Linked DNA regions of Gossypium hirsutum: region 2 is linked to region 1. The links are chromatin contacts, called in public Hi-C maps. All regions are on one chromosome and are shown on one strand. Each heading gives the region's core, a stretch centred on a gene start, on an enhancer-like site or on the middle of the called end of the contact. The rest is flanking DNA. Distances are from core to core; before and after follow the strand shown.

Region 1 (6,255 bases), core at 2,816-5,315:
ACATACTAGTTTAAATATTATATGAATTTACACAAAAACAAATCAAATATCTGCACTATACGCTATTTAATTCATGAATGATCCATTTTATTTCTGAGGTAAACACAGACAATGGAAATGAGTGAGAAAGACGATGGATAAATTAAGCATTCCAACACATAGATAATACAATCATCATATTGATAAAAAAATTACATCTTGCACCATAAACTAAAATGTAATACCACTGATAAACTTGTGATATAAACAAATTTCTTAGCCATGCAAATGAGGACTTCTCTCAATGGCAATATTAACATCTTAGGAACTTTAAGATCAGATTTAAGATTTATTCTAATTTCAATTACTTTGAGTTAATTAAAATTGATTGCCAGACAAATAGAAGTAAAAGCATTTTTTAAGTATGATGGAAAGGGGGAATTCCAATATAGAAGAGCCTCTCCAATGGAAGTGTTTGGTGTAATTAGATGGTAAAGAGGTGCATGTGATTTTAGAATCGGAAGTCAAAGCAAAATTTCATCCGATGTTGAAGATTTGACATAGATCCCATTTGGTTTAAACACTTAATGTCAAATTGGAGTTTGAGTTCCAATACTTTCCAGTTGGGTTGTTTTGGACATCTCTGCTACTTCCTTTTGTCTGCTTCTATTTTCAAGCTAAAAACTATCAAACTCTTCAACTCCAATCTTTTGATTGCTTATCATTCTCTTCACTGAAGATTTGGCAACCCATGTTTGTAAGCTTTTATTTGCTTCATTGCTAAATACAGCCATTTCAATTTATATGTCTCCTTTCACTTCCATAGCTAAATCCATGCAAAAACAAAGTAGAGAGTTTTCTTCTCCCACCTGTTATATTTCCGAGTGAGCTAACTTCAATATCACTACTCTTGACCCAGTTATTTTATTCACTAACTTTAAAAATTAACTTGCGAATTATGATTAAACACATATTTATAAGATGGGTTTCTTTTTCGAAAATAGTAATTAAAACACATGGTGGAGATTTTGCAAAGTCATTTTGGGAAACAAATCACTCTTCCTTTAATTCAATCCAACTTTTATTAATCCAATATATTCCATGGGGCGTGTTTCAAGTCCAAACTAAAATGCTCAGGATAGGGCTTATATGCATCACTTCCAGTCCCTAATGCACCATGGAATCACTGATTTTGTACTTGGATTACCTAAACTCAAATGAACAAGGAGTTAATTATGGTGCTACTTTATGGATTCTATAAAACTAAGCATTCTTATAGTAAATATAATATTTGTGCTTTTTCTTTTTACGTCCATTTCCTATATCCCTGTTGATTTGATTTCTTGGGTGCAGCATAAGATCAACAATAGAGAGGTACAAGAAGGCATGTTCCGGTACCTCAAACACAAATACCGTCACGGAAATCAATGCTCAGGTAATTAATTATTTTTCGGGATAAGATAAATGGAGTTTAGTATTTTGCATGACAAAAGAAATATTTATTTTACAATGTAGTATTATCAACAAGAATCAGCCAAGTTGAGGCAGCAGATTCAAATGCTACAGAATTCTAGCAGGTAAACTATAAAATCCTTTGAAAATTATGAGATGAACAAAAGAAAAAGAAAAATGCAGTCTTAATTTTCAAAAGTTAAAAGAACTTTACTTGTTCTTTCAGAGGATTGCATTGCCTGCTTTTCCTCCTTTTACATTTTGTTCTTTAAAGGCTAATACCCTATTTCTTTTTAACTTGCTTTCTTTCAAGGCATCTAATGGGAGATTCGTTGAGTTCCTTGACAGTGAAGGAGTTAAAGCAGCTAGAGAATAGACTTGAACGAGGGATTACTAGAATCAGATCAAAGAAGGTAAATATTTACATCCCAATGATTCATTTTCATTTAATATAAAATAATGGGGATTTTCTTTGACTTGAAATCACTTAACTCAGCTTACTCTCCTACTTAATGTTTATATATTTATATCTGTGTCTTATCTGAGTTTGGTTGTTGGTGATGCAACAGCACGAAATGCTGCTAGCTGAAATTGAATATTTTCAGAAAAGGGTGAATGCTTACTTTCTTATTTACTTTACTTGTTTTTCCCCACTTCTAAATTTAACTCTTTAACACACCTACCTTAAATTTTATATATTGTAGGAAGTTGAGCTGGAAAATGAAAGTGTATGTCTCCGAGCTAAGGTAATTACATTCATATTTCCTAACACATCAACCAATTTGTTTTTGTCATGCAATTTTAGTTTAGTTAAGTCTGCCCATCCACACCTACTCAAATATTAAGTGAGATTTAACAATATCTCAAATCTCTTCAATTTGGAATTTAGTCGTGAACTAGTTTTTCTACTTTTTCAGATTTCATAATTTAGATTCAATGGTTAAAATTATTATGTTAAATTCATATTCCTTACAACATTATTTTTTTAGCTACATAATTATCAAGTGAGTATTTTTTTTTATTTCAAAATATCACACCAACAAATTTTTTTAAAAAAATTGACAGTGTAACTTAACTTTTGAAATTTTAAAAATAGAGAGATTAAGTTTTTAAAAATAAAAAAAAATCTAAAAACTAAAGTACGAAATTAGGAAGAGTAGAGATACTGATGACACATTTTAACCTCTTAAAGTGCTAGTATCAAACATACCCAAAGATATAGAAGGTTGATGGTCGGCCCAATTTCAAAAAAAAAAAAACATTTTAATCCCAGATTAATAAGATTTATGATATGGGGATACAAAGTCTTGAATACTAATTCATAATTTTTTTTTGTGAATACATGTTTATGGAAAAAATGATTATCTGATCATATTTTATTATAACCTTGGAAATATAAAATTTCTAGCTTCATAATATCTTAAGAGACACTGAATGGGAGTTATGATTAAGAATAGATTGCAGAGATAGAGAGGGTTGAGGAAGCAAACATGGTAACAGGAGCAGAGCTGAATGCTATTCAAGCCTTGGCATCTCGCAATTTCTTTACTCCAAATGTGATTGAGAGAGGAACTCCCACTCCCTACTCCCACCATGACAAGAAGATTCTCCATCTTGGGTAATTGCCTTTTTCTAATGTCTTTGCTTCCAATATTATGAAACCAATCATGGGGTTAATATATATATATTTTAATCTTTCTGAACAACACTGATTGCAGGTAGAGAGAGTTGGAGAGAACAAATCTGAAAAGGGTGTTGTGATATTATGAGATTAAATAAGGATGCATTTCAACCATATGTACTCTACATATATTATGAAGCTGTCATGTAATTTGTTACTTGTTTTGTTCTGTTATATTGTCTGAAAACCTATACTAGTGTAACGTGTTTAATTTTGTGTGTTAAACTGATTTTTTTATATAATGCTTAAAATAATTCATAATTCCTACTTAAATAAAAACATGCTAATAATATTAAGTGATAGTCGATGATGATGGTAAAAAATACCGATACTAACAATTGTTTATAATAATAGTGTTTCTTTTTATTTCTTATTCAAGTTAGAAATAAAGAATTCGTTATATCATAGAATAGTACCTAAAGTCTCAAAAAATTAATTTTACGAGAAAAAATGAAATGGTAGAGGGATCATCGATCATTAGCCATTTATTTAGAGAAGTTGAGTAAATGTGTATGCTCTCTCTTACCTAAAGTCTTCAATTCCAAACTCGGTAACATACAAAGACTACGAAACAAAGGCCCAAAAAATCAAAACCAGCCACGGTGGGAAGAGCTCCACTGGAGAGACCAAACCCCTGATCGACGGACAAGGCATTGGGGACTGTAATGAGGGCCTAGGGGCCTTGCCCCCATTTTTGAAAATTTTCTTTAGACCTTTAAAAAATTCTAAATTTTAATTGTCCCAAAATTTGGAATTTTTCATTAAACTTTTCAAAATTTTAATTAAATCTTCATTATGCCTTTAAAAATTTTAATTATATTTAGTAAAATATTTAAATATTTTAATTATATCCTCTAAATTTTTGAAAATTTTAGCTGGACCCCAAGCTTAACATGATGAGGGTAGAAAAAGGTTGGATGGTTAATAAGAAGAGTTAAATTAATCAGTTCAAGACTTGGGCTTTTTCTTTTAGCCTTTGTTATTAGTAACAGGCCTGTTATGTGGGTTATACCTGGCCCAAACGAGTTGTTATTTCCCTCTTATAATTCTTTTCTTTGACATTTGTAATTCGAAATTCTCATAGATAAGTTCACTTGATCATGGGTCAGGCAAAGCTCGAAAAGTGAAAGAGTTTTGGTAAAAATATATGTTCGAAAAATGAGCTTGAGAAAAAAATAAGGCTCGTTTAGAAAACGGGCTGAGCCTCATGTAAGGCTTATTTTGCTCGGCCCAAATATGTAAAAAAAAATTGTTTTCTTTTTACTCTCTTTTTTGCTATTTTCTTTTTTTTTTCATTATTTTGCTATCATTTCACTATTATGTTACTATTTTGTTGTTATTGTATAACTCTTGTTTTATTGTTAATTTTGTTACTATTTTAGAGACATTTGTTTGTTAAGTTGAACTTATCTTACTATTATTTAAGTATACATATTTTTAAAAAAAATTATTTTCAATTTGTTAGAAAACATTTATTTTAATGTTTTTAGTATTTTTGATATATTATATATATTTTTAAAATAATATAAAAAATAATACGGGCTGAGTTGGGCCCGGATTTATATTCTTATCAGGTAAAATCCGAGCTATATTTGGGAAAAATTTTAGGCCCATTTTTTGGACCGGATGTGGTACGGGCCTAAATTTTTAGTTGGACCTGGCCCATAGCACCTCTAGATATAAGTATATGGTTGAATATAAAAAAAATTTATAGTGTTTTTAAATTTATTTGGAATCTATTATCATTATTTTAAAAACTATTTTTACATTAATATTTTATCTCTTATAATTTTTTAGATAATTGATATTTTAATTACTATCAAATTAAATTTTAATTTATGTTTAATTCAAATACATATTAAATATTTCAAAAAAATTTCGATTTAAGCATCTATTAATTGAGGTAAATGTACTAATTTATTTTTTTAATAAACAAATCATGATTATTTTAAAAATATTAAATTCACATATTTGTTAATGATAAATTAAGTTTTTTTTTATACATTAATAAAGTAAGTTTTGTTAAGAATAAACATCATTAAAAATATTAAAACCAAAAATTTTAAAAATTTGTATCTAATTGATGAGGATAATTTCGTAGCAGTGGTGAAGATCACGATGGTCGATTAATAAATGACTTGTCGAGTTATGTAACAGTTGTTTGAGACCCTCATTTAGCTGAAATTTATGCTATTCAAGAGGCCTTACAATGCTCTGCTTGTGGAGTTGAATTGCTTGCTTGCAGTTAATGCTCAAAGGGAGAAACGTAGTAATATGATCGAGCTTACTTTCCTAGTTTAGGGCTATTTGTATCTTCAATCATTTTTCACCGACGAAAAGTGAGGCTAATAAAGTAGCTCATCATCTAGTGATGATGGCTTTTATCGTTCGCGCCTTCTCATGATTTTATCGAAGTGTTGGATACTTTATCTTCTATTATTGATATTGATGTTGTGTTAGAAAATATAGACATCACATATATAATAAGGGTAATTACATATTATTATTTATTATCATAATAGGTTAACCTAAATTAAAAGTGATCTAATTTGGTTAAAATTTTATTGGGCTTTAATTATTAAATAAAGTATGGGTCAAATATGTGTAGATACTCTTGTAATTGAATTCTAATCAAATTCTGATTAATGATGGGCTAATTAGAATTTGATTAGAACTAATATGCCAATGTTATAAATATTAGGGTTATGGTCCCCAAATTATACACAAGATATGTTTTCTAATATCCATCATTAGGAAAGAGAGAGCAGATATTCTCTGAATTTCTTGTGTGCTAATTTAGAAGATCAAATCCCCAAGATCCGATAAAACTTCAAGAAATTCATGGGTTCAGGTATGCTTCCGCATCTAGTTTTGTTCTTGATTTGTTCTTAATTTATTCTTGATGATTTGACATGATAGATCCCGGTTTATTAAGTTTTATTTTAGATTTATGTTATAAATATAATAAGTGGTATCAGAGCCTCGTCATGTTAAATCATTGAGAATTGATTAAAGTTTCGATGGATTAAAAAAATTAACAGTAAATAAGCATAACTTAATTCATATATATTTTTTGATTATATACATATATAATAAATGCCTGTTATTTTGGAAATTTATATAAATATATATAATTATCTTTT
Region 2 (5,895 bases), core at 3,158-5,657, 81 kb after region 1:
AAATCTACGTGTAGTGTGTCAGCCAATAATGGAAGAACAAAAATACTAATAATAGAGGGGATTTCTTGTCACACCTCTGGCATACCTTTATTTATTTTCACTATCCATTTAAAATTATCATTTTTATTTAAATTTAAATAAGTTGAGGTGGAAAAGCAAAATAAAAATAAAAATAAAAAAAGTTTGAGGTGACCCACTTATGACACAAGGAGTTGTAATTATTTTGTTTATAAAGTTGAAAGTTATCAAGATTTGAATTTTAAACATTGTGCTTAATTTGTTGAAATTAATTCAAACTAAAACAGGAAAAATGAGAGTGAAGCCACCTCATCGTGAGGTATGCAATTTGCAAATCTTACTTGGGATTTAAAATTCTAATTACAAAGATTATTTCCTTTCACCCTTGCCTTTTCTACCAAAAAAAAATAATATTATATTACCAAATTTAAAATTATATTCCTTAAGCACATCACAAATATATTTATATATTTATTTTTAGTTTAAATTAATAAATCATTTCTTGTTTGGTTATATTTTAACATTTTTATCTAAATTAACATCTATGTCAAAATTAAATAATATTAAAAATTATTAACTCTTTATAAAATCATATTGCATCCAAATATTTTTATTTTAAAAAATAATAACTGATTGTTAATATCTAGAAAACGAATTTTAAAAAAGATTTCAAAAAAAAAAGAATGATAATTTTTTTTTAATTTCTTGAAAATAAATTTAAAATTAGAAACTTCAGAGTCCAAAAATGATCTCTTATTTCCTATTTTTATATTATTTTAGGATTAATAAATTTTTATTTGATTATGGGATCTGTTTTAGTGTAGATATAAAGAAGATTGGAAGTTCTTACCCTATTCTCTTCTGTCTTGAGTTACAATCCTCTTTTAAAAAATTAAAACCTTAAAAGCATCTTACTGGACAAAAAGCCTTAATTTTTCTAGTTTTTCTACTTGTCAGAAAATGGCTACTTTAAGGTTTCAAAAATAGCTTGTAATATATTAAATCTTAAATATGGAAAAATTTCTCTTCCTTCTTTTTCCATTTTGTTCTTATTAGATTTTATTACAATTGTATTTTATTATTATAAAACTTTATTTTATAATTTAAAAAATTATATAGATGTATGCGAGACCTGTGGGGAAATTTATTAGTGAAATATAAAATAATCAAGTTTAAAATGATACAAAAGTTGTTTGTCACTTTTTTAGAAAGATGGGATTTGAAATGCATAAATTTCATTTTTTACGCAACGAAACCACTATAACGTTAGAGGATGTCACTTTAATAACCAACCTTTTAATAGGTGGGCAGACGATAATCAAAGATAGTAACATAGACCTAGAGTTATTATGTTATCCGTTGTTGGGTGTTATGCCAACCAAGAAAAGAAAAAATACATTGAGAATCAGGTGAAATGCACATGATTGTAGAAACCTATCAAACCAACCATTCTACATAAATGAGTTAGTAAAATATAACACCAAAAATATAAGAGATTAAAACGATGGTGTTTGCAAGTATATAGGTCAAATTGTAATATAATTTAGTACAATGAAATACTTGGGAAGTATTCCTAAAATTGTACCCAAGGTAGGATGGAAAAAATTATGAAAACTTTTTTGCAATAACAAATCTAAGTAGTAGTAATTAATTCCTATATTATGATAAAGCATAAAGTAGATTAAAGAGACAAATCAATTAACTAAAATAAATAAACAATTTAAATCAAATAACCAATCAAGAAGATTGACTCACTTCAGGATTTGTAATTAACTTTGGTCAGGGTTTTAGGGTGGATTAGCTAACGATTAATCAATTATTACCTCCCGACCTCTAATTAACTAATCGATTGGTTGATACTCGCTTATCTCCCGAATTTTGTCTAGCCTATGATAGTTTCCTAAGGTTGTCATCTTAGTGGTTTAAGCACACACATAATCTATACTAACTAACCCTCTTCAGAAAACCCTAAACCCTAATAGATCAAGTGACATTTTTATATTGACATATATATAATTAAAATTTAAAAGTAAAATAAAATCACACCTAATTTCAAAAAAAAAATTGACAAAACAAAAACCAAAAAAAAATATAGACAAGTATAAAATTGTGGACAAAATATAACCAGGAAATTGTGAAAAAAATTACAATAACGTGGATTAAAATATTAATTCTAACATTTTTTTTTATAGGGAAAAAAGAAGAAGAGAACTTTCCATGGGGCAATAGAAGAGTTTAAAGACAAAAAGACTAGGTACAAATCTGATCAAATATCACTCAAATTGATTTGAAAACTAGAATGAAGCAAATAATAATTCAAAATGATATTGATTGGTAATTAGGGAAATGTCAAATTAATTGATGAATGAAACTGAAACGGGGGTATGCTTTTTTTAATCTTGGAAACAATGTGCGGTATAAGCTTAAGATAATGTCAAATCCTTCATTGCACGATGTCTACCAAGACAAGACAAATTCACTAAAACAGTGATGTTATTACAACATTGTTTTGTTGACAACTTTCTTAACATCTCACTTGATAAAAAGCAATTTAAATATTTAAAAAGAAATAACATTATTCATCTAGTTTTCCTAAAATCTAATATACTCAATTTTCTTTTCTCATCAACTATTTTTACATTTTATAAGTTTGATTTTTACATTTTATGTTGGGTTAATTACTTTTAAAGTTAAATTATAAAGTAACAATTTTAAATGTAGAATATGTTCTAAGTTTTTGTGTTTTTCAAATATTTAAAATTTAGTTACCATGTTTTTATTTTTAAAAATTTAATCTCTTTATTTTTTCAAATTTAAAAATTCATTTTTAATGATTGAAACCGTTAATTTTTTTTTGTTACATTCGTTGATATGATGTTTTGAAAATAAAAAAAAAACTCACTTGATAATTATATAACAAAAATAATATTGTAATAAAATTTAATTAAATAGAAAATTTAAACCATATTAGCAATTATTAAAATTCACACAAGTATTTAAATCAGAATAAAGTATCTAAATTAACTAATAATATTACAAATATTAAGTTACCGAAATTATGTCAAAAATTAAATATTAAATTTAAGAATAGAATAAGAACTAAAATTAAAACTGAATCATTATTATATAATCTTAAAAAGTAAAGAAATTAGAATTGAAAATTAATATCGTTTTATAATTTCAAGAAAAAGAAGAAGAGAAATATAATGAACAGGTGTGTCAAGGAGGGCGTTACGATTTCCTTATATATGGTAGTAATAGCATATATTATTCACATAATACTATCTTCAGTTAATTGCATCAAATATTTTTAAATTAAATATTCTTTTTAAATTAGTCTTTAAATTTTAAAATACTTTGTCATATCTTTAAACTTATCAATGTTATAACAATAAAGTTATTTACTTAATTTAATTATTTAGATTTTATGTGACATAATTTAAAATAAAAATTTTAAAAAAAATTGAATGCTGTAAAAATAGATATGGTAAAAATCTTAATTTTTAAGTTTTCGAAGGTTTTACAAAAATTATGGTTCATTCTCTTTTTTTTTTGGTTTTACTTTATTTTTAATTTTTAATTTTAAAAGTTATGCGTCAACATTTTACTTTTCTTTAAAATTTTCATTTTAAATTATTTTAAATTACATCATATAATATTTTACGTATCATTTAATTGTTAAATCAACAGTTTTAATAATGAAAAGTCCTACTTGATAAAATATTGATAATTTAAAATGTAATTAGGATATTTTTAAAATTTGAAACTCAATTTAAAATATAAATGGTAATTTGAGATCTTTGGTACGACTAACTCTATTTTTCTCCTTTCACTTAAAATGAGGTTTTTTTTTAACAATTTCATTATAGATTCTAATAATATCTATTTTTTATATAATATTTAAAATTATCAATAGCCTCTCTTTAACCTATAAATAAAAAAATAATACGCTTTAATATACTCAAACTCACATTCTCTTACATTAATAATAATATCAATGTCAATTGAACTAAAACTCTATATGCTGTTCATTTAAAGAGTTGGAGTGTTATTATCTATTAGTTTTGAATGAATTTATATATTTTTATACTATTTCTTATTTTGATTTACTTTATATGCTGAGAATATAGTTTTAAATTTACCGGAATATATATTTCATGGCAATGATTTCCGGCCCGTGTTATAACGATGACCCTGGTTCTGCCACGTGTCTAAGCCCTAGAAACAGGCTGTTATTTTATCAAAACCGCAGTTCTTTCTTTTAAAATTTGAGAAATCTCATGATATCTTTGGTAAAAAAAAGAAAAAAAAAGCCGGCCTATAAATTTGAAAAAAAAAACAAACAGATTGAAATAGTTGGGACCCACGCCAATTGGGCAAGTGGTTTTTTATTTCCTTTGCTTCTTAAAGCAAACCCAAAGCTGTCTGGTTTTTCTTTGCTGTCCTTTTGAGGGTCCCTTTCCATAGTTTTTCGAATTTTAAAAATTCAAAATTGTTTTATATATTTTTTATTTGTTTCAGTTAAAATAACAATAATAATTAATGGACCGTTTGAAATAAAGAAAAGACAAAAGACAGCGAAATTGAGTAGAGAACGTAGGAACGTGCCAGGGCTGATTGTTGTGTCGGGACCCACAACAGGAAGGCTAAATGTTCGATTTGGCTCTGCTCTGCACTTGTTTACATTATTACTACCTTTGTTTTTATTCTTATTTATAGTTATTGTCTTATTGCTTTATAATTAATTTTATTATATTCTTTTTGCTTAATACAATATTTATTATCTTTTCTTAATTTTGTACCTTAAATTTTTATGAGCCCTATTCAGTCTATAAATTTAATATTTTTTAATTGGATACATAAGTTTTTTAAATTCAATTTAGTACTTAAATTTATTAAATATTATACAAATGATGCAAAACACTAATATTGTTTTTTTTGTTATACTACAAAATATTGCCAATATTAGAGAAAATTCATGTTAAAAAATAAGTATTGAGCTATGTTTAACGAATTAATATTAAACAAGATTTTAAAAAAACTCAAATTAAAAGAAATTCATTATTTTCAATTAATAAAACTGAAATTAATTGAGCATATAAAATACAAAAAAATCATATAATCTGTCACATGTCGGTCATACATTGATTATTTTTGCTACCTCATAAATAAAACAATGTTGTTAGCATATTAGAATAATTTGTAAACGTTTGGCAAGTACCAAATCGAACAAAAAAAAGAGTAGGTATCAAATTAGGAAAGAGTCGAATTCAAGCACCAGATTGGACCCCAAAAAAGTTTAAGTTCCAACTTAAGAAAAAGTGTCAAGTTTAGGTATCAAATTAGAAAAAATTGTCAAGTTTAGGTACCAAATAAGACAAAAAAAAATTTAGGTACTAAATTTGAAAAAAATGTTAAGTTCAGATACCAAATATTATATTAAACCTATTATTTTATCAATTTTAAAATATTTATTAATTACATTCATATATATATATATGACTTTAATTGATTAATTAATTAATGTCTTTGATGTATAAAATGTTGTATGTTGAAAATTATTATACCCGTCTTGACTTGTAAATAACAATAATTAAATATCTATTTAATATGAATTCAAACTGTATGATATATTTCTAGTTTTTAACTTAATTTAATTTAATTCCAGCTATATATATTTATAAATTGGGGGGGTGGTTTTGTGTGAATTTTGATTTGGAAGCCTATAAATACTAGAGTAGTTTTCATTTAATTTTGGATATTCGTTAGGTGTAAATTATTGATGGAATCATAGTGGAGTTTAGACTTTAGATAACGCATTCATAAATAAATGAATATATAAATAGACAGAGCAGGCATTCCTTAATTCATTTTTCT

What was found. A called contact is a pair of places that touch in the nucleus more often than the background predicts.
Region 2: a contact with region 1 is called in a Hi-C map of leaf, with 2.6 times the contacts expected there. The contact joins two enhancer-like sites. A contact is called at or near these places in 2 of 34 Hi-C or Micro-C datasets (both in leaf).

The regions. Positions count from the first base shown.
Region 1 is chrA05:31,667,811-31,674,065 of Gossypium_hirsutum_v2.1, forward strand. LOC107957499 (agamous-like MADS-box protein AGL11) reads left to right here. Exons shown (of 9, transcript NM_001327658.2): 3 at 1,333-1,414; 4 at 1,495-1,556; 5 at 1,745-1,844; 6 at 2,001-2,042; 7 at 2,136-2,177; 8 at 2,889-3,049; 9 at 3,150-3,337. The coding sequence ends at 3,153. Among protein-coding and RNA genes, the nearest start is that of LOC107957499, 4.4 kb to the left of the region's middle. Within about 2 kb of position 4,066, at least 2 of the 9 cell types and tissues checked have an H3K27ac peak or open chromatin away from gene starts, as enhancers often do. A contact at or near this core is called in leaf, where this site is marked.
Region 2 is chrA05:31,748,029-31,753,923 of Gossypium_hirsutum_v2.1, forward strand. No RefSeq gene overlaps it. Among protein-coding and RNA genes, the nearest start is that of LOC107957497, 3.0 kb to the left of the region's middle. Within about 2 kb of position 4,408, at least 2 of the 9 cell types and tissues checked have an H3K27ac peak or open chromatin away from gene starts, as enhancers often do. A contact at or near this core is called in leaf, where this site is marked.